Regions from separate parts of the Ovis aries genome. Here region 1 is linked to region 2. The links are chromatin contacts, called in public Hi-C maps. All regions are on one chromosome and are shown on one strand. Each heading gives the region's core, a stretch centred on a gene start, on an enhancer-like site or on the middle of the called end of the contact. The rest is flanking DNA. Distances are from core to core; before and after follow the strand shown. Region 1 has its middle 85 kb from the start of CD83. Region 2 holds the start of JARID2 (jumonji and AT-rich interaction domain containing 2).

Region 1 (4,500 bases), core at 1,918-4,417, 890 kb after region 2:
TGGGATTCTCCAGGCAAGAACACTGGAGTGGGTTGCTATTTCCTTCTCCAACGCATGAAAGTGAAAAATGAAAGTGAAGTCGCTCAGTCGTGTCCGACTCTTAGCGACCCCATGGACTGTAGCCTACCAGGCTCCTCCGTCCATGGGATTTTCCAGGCAAGAGTACTGGAGTGGCGTGCCATTTCCTTCTCCTCTTATGAGCCTAACATACTCATTTTGCACCTTACACACTCGGTGTGACAGGGAACAGAAAGAAGTAAAAGATGCAGTCTCTGTCCTCACATTTCATAATCCAGCTGTACAGAAAGAATATAAATGAAAGTTGGGGATAAGGTGATGAGCATGATTAGAATATATATATATATAAACAACCTGTACTTCCCAATGAGTTGTACTTGCCCGTATTCCTCAGAGTATATGCTCTTCAGTAAGGCTGACAGGTCTCACCTTTTTGGAGAATTTTCTCTTCTGGAATTACGTTTAGATCCAGTGTTCAAGTCACAGAAGCAAACCAGCCTCATTCAGTGTTCAAGTCACAGAAGCAAACCAGACTGATCCAGGCACTGAAGTTCGGAGTGTATCCTATTTCCCTTTAGCAAAAATGGTTTCTCTTACCTTGATGGCTGGCTTTTTCACTGGACTCCAGATGACTTCTGGATGGTTCCAAGCGCCATATTCACCTTCAAAAACAGCTGTCAGCATCGAAGGTCTGAACAGATGTGCCTCGGGTTCTGAAGGCGATTCCTCAGACGATGCCTCATCTTTTCCTAGGGCACTGGCGTCTCCACAGCCATGACCAGACTCCTGAAAACACGACAGAGCAGAGAGGCCCCTTCAGCTGGCTCAGCCAAGGAGGGTTCTTAGACCAGAACAGGCAGAGCTGAGCCTTGAAGTCGAGTGAGGTTTGGTCAAGAATAGGAATAAAGATTCAGAGATGGGGAGGCACTTGGGTTCTACACCTAGACTCTGAAGTCTGGATTCAAATCCTGGTTCTGCAATTTACTAACTGTGGACCTTGCACTATTTCCTTAACTTCTTCAGACCTCAGGGAGAAGGGACAATAAGGACAATAAGACTATCCCTCAAGGCTGTTGTTGAGGATTAAATGAGTGAATACAGGTAAAACACTAAAGATGATGTAAATGTTTTTTGTTGTCAGTATTATCAGTCCCCAGTATTAAAAATTTTAGTCCAATCAAAATTAAAAACCTGTCTCTTTCATTTAAATCAGCACTTTTTCTCCTTCCACCAATTGGCAGCTGGGGATTTTTGCTTGGGAAAACGACTTGATCAGAGTTTATCTCTTCCTCTCAGACCCTCCAATCACTGCTGGTGGCTCAGATCTCTCGGAGCCAAAGAACAAAGTTCTTCAAGGAGGGCTTGGGGATAACTGGAGTTCAGACAGACGTACAGGTGTTGGCTCTTTCCCTTGTGGGGTCCTTCCATGGGTTTTTCTGATGGCTGGAGGTCCCCTCCCAAGGGTTCTGCTGGTGGGCCACCCTTCCCCCACAGGTCCTTGTTCCCACTGTTGACTATGCCCCTCCCTTGCCTGGGGAGGTAGGCCCACTTTGCCAACCAGAAGACTGGCCAGTGTATGTGTGCCTTGCCAGCTCTTTCTCTCGCCACTGTAAACAGTCTCTCTACTCTGAAGCCACCTTGGGCCCTGTGGCCCCCCACCCCCAACTCCAGGAGACATCTGCAAAGCTCTCCAGGTAGTTCTCTGAAGCCCTGCTCCCCTATTTTAAGGGAGGTGGGAAAGCATAACATTTTTTCTAAAAAATGCTCCCTACTGGCCTTTCCTGAGTACTTAGCCTCCTGTCACACAGCCTGGAGGTGAGAGATGGCCTTGTCTGTCCAGCATTCCTGCAGAGATGACCTGCATCTCACTGGAGACCGCAGGCAGCATTTAGTCAGCACATATACTGTTCTATGTTTGAGCATGAGTAGAAACCCCACCATCTATGAACAGGAGTTCCCCCTCTGTAGTCCTGTCACAGGTGGACCGTTGCTAGGCTGGAGCAGACTAGGAGCATTGTGGGAAATTCCCTGGAGGACAGCTTAGGGAGCCCAAGGGAAGGGCTTGACTACTGGGGCATGGAACTAGGCTGGGTGGTATAGACAATGGGAAGCCAAGGGGGTGTTTCTCCCTCCTTTCTCCATAAGTGGGAATGTACAACCCAGTCCCTTTCTTGCCTTCACCTCCTCTGGCCTCTCTCTTTCCCAGAGAGCTCTCAGAACAATCAAAAAAGAGTGGGAAGCATGTGCTTGTGTGTGTGTGTGTGTGTGTGTGTGTGTGTGTGTGTGTGTGTGTGCAGGTGGGGGGAGGGCGGGGTTAGGCTATGGTAGGGGGCGTGAGCCCAGCCACAAGCCAAGGAGGAAAGTGAACTAAGGGGGAAAAAATAAAATTCCAGTGAGCAGGGAGAAAAGTCGACCCTCCAACCCGCACACACTGAATGAGGACACCCGACGCCTGCAGCGGGGTCAAACGAGGTCAGAGGAGCTTATCTCTCTCTGAGTCTGGAATTAAGGGCAGCCCGGGACAAGCCTCGGGACCAGGACGTTCCCGGGATGTTCTCTACTTGAGCGGGTTAGGATTCCAGGACTCGGGTGCGTGGAGAGATCCTCCGAAACGGTGGTGGTGTAGACCTTTTACCAAAAAAAAAAAAAAAAAAAAAGGGCTGCAGATTGCTTCGGGGGAGGAGGGGGAAAGAGGCGGTATTCTCAAGAAGACAGTAATTGTCCAAGTGTTTGTCTCTTTCCGAATGGATTCTCAGAATGGCCCTCAAAGGGGGGGGGGGGGGAACTGCTGAAAACATCAACATACTTGCTGCAGTGACAGGCCCCAAGTTCTGATTCCCTGAGTTGGGACAAAGACGCCATCGGGGCGTGCATCTCTCCCAGGGGAACCCCCAGATCTGTGGGGCGCGGCCAGCAGACCCTGGGGGTGACCCAGGTCCGGGTGTGTCTATATGTTCATTAAAACTTTGGCAGGAGGGAAGTGCGGACTCCGGCCGCCCGGCGCGGCGCGTGCGGACTCCCGGCCGGGACACCAGCAGCGCGGCACTGCCACCTTGTGGACGCCGGCCGCCCTCCCGGGCGCCGCGCGGAGCCTTGCAGTCTGCAGAGGCTAGCCGCCGAGAGCTCGGAGCCCGGCGCGGCCCACGCCACCCCCGCAGGAACGCGCCTCGGAGCCGAGCCGCGGGAGCCCGCGGGGGCGGGGCCGGGGGCGGGGCCGGGGCGGGGCGCGCCGGCGCTGATCACGTGTGTTAGCAACAGGCAGCAGCCAATGGGAGCGCGAGTCAGGTGGTGCGTGTGCTCGGCGCTCGCGGGAGTGGAGGCATTCTTGCGCTCCGGGGCAGGATCGGGACGCGGAAAGGCTCCCTAAATGGGTGCACCTCTCGTGCAGGGAACCCCTGGCGGCGGAGGGGCGGACGAAAGACAGAAAAATAGCAGAGAGCTTTAAAATAGGACTTTCCCACTCTCTGGACTCGAAGTAATGACCCCGGGGTGGGGAGGGGGGGCAGTGGGCGGCGGCGGGGTGGGAAGCAGGCGGCAGGAGCCCCGCCCAGAGCCTGGGTTCGGGTGCCCTCTCCCCGCCCCACCTACTTGTTGCCCTGCCAAAGCCTTGGGGCTGAAACGGCCACTTGGATCCACAGAAGGAGATTAAGACAAAAAGAATAATGAAGTTCCTGGCCGTGGCCTGTCCGTGCTGGCAACCCTGTAGCAGGTAGAGAAGACAGGCACGGTCCTTAGGCCCTCACGGAGCCGAAAACTTAGCCCTTCAAGAGACAGAAGCAGAGGAAGGTCACGAATTGGATCAAAAGAAAAAGTCCGCTTAGGAGTTGGTTTTAATTACTGTAAGTGGAAAAGCCACATCCAGAAGGACATCTAATGAGTTTTATGGTAATCCCACCATGCTGACATAAACCAGCCCAGCCCTGCATACAGAGAAGACCACGACACAGAATGTCAGAGGTCTGTTCCAGGGCATGGGCTAACCCAGGACCAACAGAGACAAGCATGGTTTCCATCCATCCTGGTTTCACGGTCAGGCACATGCGTGATTTCTCTAATAGGGCATCTCTTTCTCTGTGTGTGTGTCTCTCGTTGCTTTGTAATGTTCTCCTGGAAGATCTTTTACTTCTTTATTGTTGTTTGGGAGTTCACCTGGTGTTTTCTTTCTCTGAAATGAATCCAGGGTGTAGATGGCCTCAGAAGGGCATCTAATCCTTTGCCCTGCCTCAAGGCACTTTGAAAGAAAGACAATAGACTGTGATACTGTTGTGAGGTGGTATTATAGAGACGAGAATATCTTGAAACCAGCAGGATCTAGCCATTCCTATTCTTAAAGTAACCTAGGCAAAGATATCAAAGAGCAGTCTTTAATAACCTACTACAAATGCTAACCACTTTGGGTAAGGTATAATAACTTTCTGATCCCAGGTTTTATTGGTTTCTATTTAAGCTCATTCAGGGTCAGGCTACCCCAGAGGGCAGTTG
Region 2 (4,616 bases), core at 85-2,584:
CCTCGGATAATTCCCCGCCGGACGCCAGCCGAAAACTCCCACAGCTGGGCCACCAGGAGCCCGCCTACTCCGGTGCCGACCGCCCCTGGCCCAGCCCAGAGGACCCTCACGGCCCCGTCGACGAGATACCCGAGAGGCCTCGACAAACCCTTCTAGGGCCACCCCGCAGGCATCGCTCCCACGCCAAGCCTAAGACTGGAATTGAGAGAGGCTCCCTAGCTCAATGCATGGCACGCTCGGTCGCTCCACCTCACCCCCTTTCCCCAGCTTGCCGCTCACCCCTCGGCCGCCACAACGCTAGACCCCGCCACGCCTCGTGTCTACCTGCAGCCGGGCTGCTGGGTGCCAGTGCCCCAGGACTCCTGGCCCCGGGGAGAGCCGCCTATTCCCGGGGCACCTTAGAATGGTCCCCTTGATCTTCTGGAAGTTGTAGTCCCCCGACTACAAAATGGCTATGGCCATGAGCGCTGGGAACTACAATTCCCAGCCTGCCCCGCAAGCCTGTCACTCAACTCCCTTCCCCTCCTCCCCGCCCCCGCCCCCCTCGCCGGCCCTGCCAACAAACGCTTGGACGTGTCCCGCGTGTGACACTGAGCGAGGCTGGCTCGGGATTGGCCCGCAGAGCGTGTGGTCCGCGAGCGAGGAACTCCCCACGCCGGCCCGCCCCCGCCCCCCGACCACGGCCCCCCTCCCCCCGCGGCGGCCGGCCCCCTCCCCGCGCGCCCCGCCCCCACCCGCGGCGCGAACCGCCTGTGGAATCGAGGAATCGCGCGCGCGCCGCGCCGAGCGGCGGGGGAGGGACGCGCCGCGTCCCGGGGGAAGGCCTCGGAGCGTGGCGGCGCGGGGGGCGGTGTCGGCTAGGGGTTGGAGCCCGTCCTGAGGAAAACTGGGCCACGCACCAAGAGGAATCCTCGGTGCGAACTAGTTGATCGGCGGCGCCTGCTGCCTCGGCGGCACAGCCGGTGTCACCTCAGGACACCGCCTCGCGTCTCCACACGGAGCGTGCTGCGGTCGGGCTCGGGGGGAGCCCGAGGTCACCTCGCGGAAAGGCCACCTCCCGGCGCGGCACGCGGCCTGGCGGGCGAGAACGGCGTCGGGGGTGGGGGGACCCCAAAAGGGAAGCCCCGGCCGCCGCCTCCTACAAAAAAAAAAAATCACCGTCTTTTAAGAGATCGCGCTGGATCTTGGCTGGTCCCGGCGTCTCTTGCGTCTGGAGTGCCTGTTAGCGAGGCTACAACGTTGAGGGGAAACGAGTGGAATATGGAGTCCGAGCCACACAGACCCGCACACCGCGAGGAAGCGTCTGGAACGCCGATTGCCGGGAATACCACCCGCGGTAGCCACGCGAGAACCCGCGTTCTACCTGCCTCTGCCCCCTGTTGTGCTCATTTAATCGTTGATCTAAATGAAGGAGGCGGTCCCGGTGTATCTCTTCGGCCTTCGCTTTATTAGCTACTTCAAGTCTCTCTTAGCCGGTCTGCATTGTTAATTTCCTTATTCGCACCGTATGTGTAGAGCAGTGATGTTTTAAAGGATCTCCTCTCGGGCAGTTCTTTTAAGAAACGAGAAGTGAAATTAAGTACGCCTTCATACTCATTCCTATACATTCAATTCTCCTTCCCATCCCCTAGATTCTCCTTATGTCGGAAGTATCATAATCGTTAGGTTTTATCCGCAGCAGTGTTTGAAGTGTTTGAGGAGTGTCTAGAAAGGTCTCCGAAACTGGAGGTGAGAGACCTGTCACACCACCCAGGGCCCTTTCCTAAAAGGTACAGGATGGCCTGTCTGAGCTGGTCGATTTCATCAACAAATTAGTGATCATCACATCTTATGGAGTGGATTATGTAATAGTGTTAGCCCAGCTAAAAAACAGACACGTTATTAAAAGATTTCAGTAAATCAGATAAAGTTTTGCCTTTGCTGCACAGCATGGTATGCTGGATCTTAGTTCCCTGATCAGGGATGGAACCCGTGGCCCTGAAGTGGAATCACAGTCCTAACGGTTGGGCCACAGGGGAATTCTCAATAAAGCGCTATTTTAAAATGCTTTTTAATTATGACTTTACCTTTTTTTAAAAGATCTGCTTTCAAAATTGAAATAATGTGTCATATGTTGATTTCAGTCATAAAAATAAATGACCTTCTGTGCCTTCATATGGCACATATCCTGAAGGACCCAATAGAACAGATTACATTTTTCCATACTGGCCACCCAAGTGACTTTATACAAGTGACTTTTTACAATGAGGTGGTTTCAAGAGACTTTCTGATTATTATGACCTGTATACTGGCAGCCTCCACTTCACACTCAGGGTTTTAGCCAGCTCTCAGGAGGTTTAATGTCAGATCTGCCCTTCCCCAGGCAAAATTCTTAAGAACAAAGGTGGGTTTCTTCTAGGTTCTCTCAGCTAGCCTCTGAGGCTAGGCTTCTCCATCCCCAGGCGGAGAACTCCCCTGCTGAGCTACCAACTCCAGGTCACCACATAAAAACCATTCTAGTTGAGGCTGGAGGGCAAGCGAAAGGAAGGAATTTGCTCATTTCCAAAAGATTTGGATAACATTCATGTTGTTTTCCCTGAAAGGGAAAATAGACTGGTCTTTTTAGGGGTTGAAAGCTTTTCCTGTTGTGGAAGCAACTATCTCCTGATGAACTTCCTTTTACCTTTCCTGTCTTTTTACCCCTCTTTTTCGTCCTCTATCAGTGAATTATCACTCTTTCTCCTAATGATTTTAACCTCTTCCAGCACTTATCTTGACCTCTTCAAGTCGTGGTGTGAGGGATAGGAGGGTGGGGGAAGACCTCACTAGGTACAGTGTTGCTACAGGACCTACATGCCCCCACTGATCTCATCTGAAGACAGAGAACACTCAAAAGTCCTTTGTTAAGAAGCACACAGCTCAGTAGAAAAGGCAGACTCATGACTGACTATGATACCTCTGAAAAGTACTGTATTTGAACTATGAAAAGGTGGTCAAGGGAATACATTACTGAGGTGACCAGGAATGAAGGAGTTTTGAAGGATGAGTAGGAGTTCAGCAGTTTAAAGTATGCTAAGCAACTTTACTGCATTAAAAAAATAAAATCCTTGAGACCTAAAAAAAAAAAAAAAAAAAAAAAACACCACACTCATGGATGGGACTCAGTTTTCTTTAGAAGTAACCAAAGAGAAAACGGAGAGGTGAAGAGGAGCCCGAACGAGAAAGGACCTGCATGCCACTTTGGACTTTGCCTGTAAGCTAAAAAGAAGCTCAGAAGGATTTTCACTAGAGGGATAAAGCGGCTTTGTGTATTTGAAAAGTGATTCTGATTGTGAGAGATGAAGTTGAGGATTGAAGAAAAGAGAGGCAGGAAGAGCTAGAAACCAGTTGCAATGTACTAGCATAAATAAGATGAGAAATGGTTATGATCTGAATAGAGCAGCAGAGGAAAGAGCAGAGAGAGCAGAGAACAGGTTGAGAAATATTTAGAATGTCAAAAGTCAACAGGACTTGGGAACTGGTTAGCTGGAGGGAATGGTGACTAATGGGGCAGAGTCTAAATATCATTCCTTTAATCTTACCTTTTATACTCTTAATTAGGTCAATTATCCATCATAGGAAGACTGGGAACATGATGGATGTGAAAGAGGAAGAGGTAACAAATCAGACAGGAATAGAAGCAGGCCCTTACTATTCTGGGTACACATCTGTATGAGCGACCATACTGAATCAAGCAGTCTAGCCCTCCACTTGATTTCCTATAAGAAATGACAAGGAAAGAATTAAAAAGTTAATAAAGACCAAGGACAGAAGAATAATGCACAGTCCTACATTATATGCATATTGAAACTTCCCTCTTAATGCAAGGAATGACACAAGTTACTCCTAGGTGCTTTCAAACATGAATCAACTCCAAGGTTCTCCTAAGAAACAACTCAGGGTTCGTCTTCTGCAGAAATCCTGCCTTAACAGCCCATCTTCCCCTACTTATACTCTGTATAAGATACTTACATGCTTAGATTCTCCAATTTTGTCTTATATTCCCATCTCCTCTCCAAATAAAGAAATAAGCTTTTTAAAATCAGAGACCATGTTGTCTACTTCTCATATTCTCTCTAAAGCTCTAATTCTCTCTAAAACTTCTCAGAATTTGGAAGTGTCCAGTAATGCTTACTAATGTATATTTCACCCAAACTATAATGCCTGACTATTTAAAATTTGGCAGCCACTTAGTCTGTTGACTTATCATCTCCAATTCTGTTTTGAAGCACCACTGTTTTTCCTCTTTCAGTATCCAAATTCAACATAGTGCTGTATACTCCTTAAGGCCCCAGCTCGTCTCACCTCCAGTTGAGCCTGGCTCCTGGGCTTCCTCACTCCTGAATTCTCATTGCCCCTGCTACTTCAGCCACATTTTTAAAAAATAAAAATTACAGGGACTTTGCTGGTGGTCCAATGGGTAGGACTCTGAACTCTCAATGCAGGTGCCCTGGGTTCAATCCCTGGCCAGGGAACTAGATCCCACAAGCATGCCACAACTACAAAAGTCCACAGGCCGCCCGGAAGAGCCTGAGTGCCACAACTAAGGCCCAGCGCAGCCAAAATAAATTATTTTCAAAACAATAATAATCATATGT

The links. Hi-C and Micro-C count contacts between places; a contact is called where the count stands out from the background.
Region 1: a Hi-C map of tail adipose tissue shows a contact between it and region 2, with 4 times the contacts expected there. The contact joins the enhancer-like site here to the promoter of JARID2 in region 2. A contact is called at or near these places in 3 of 16 Hi-C or Micro-C datasets (hypothalamus, muscle and tail adipose tissue).

The regions. Positions count from the first base shown.
Region 1 is chr20:41,794,819-41,799,318 of ARS-UI_Ramb_v3.0, forward strand. No RefSeq gene overlaps it. Among named protein-coding and RNA genes, the nearest start is that of CD83, 85 kb to the right of the region's middle. Within about 2 kb of position 3,168, at least 49 of the 54 cell types and tissues checked have an H3K27ac peak or open chromatin away from gene starts, as enhancers often do. A contact at or near this core is called in hypothalamus, muscle and tail adipose tissue, where this site is marked.
Region 2 is chr20:40,906,261-40,910,876 of ARS-UI_Ramb_v3.0, forward strand. It overlaps JARID2 (jumonji and AT-rich interaction domain containing 2), which reads right to left and starts at 1,335. Exons shown (of 19, transcript XM_042236974.2): 1 at 1,159-1,335.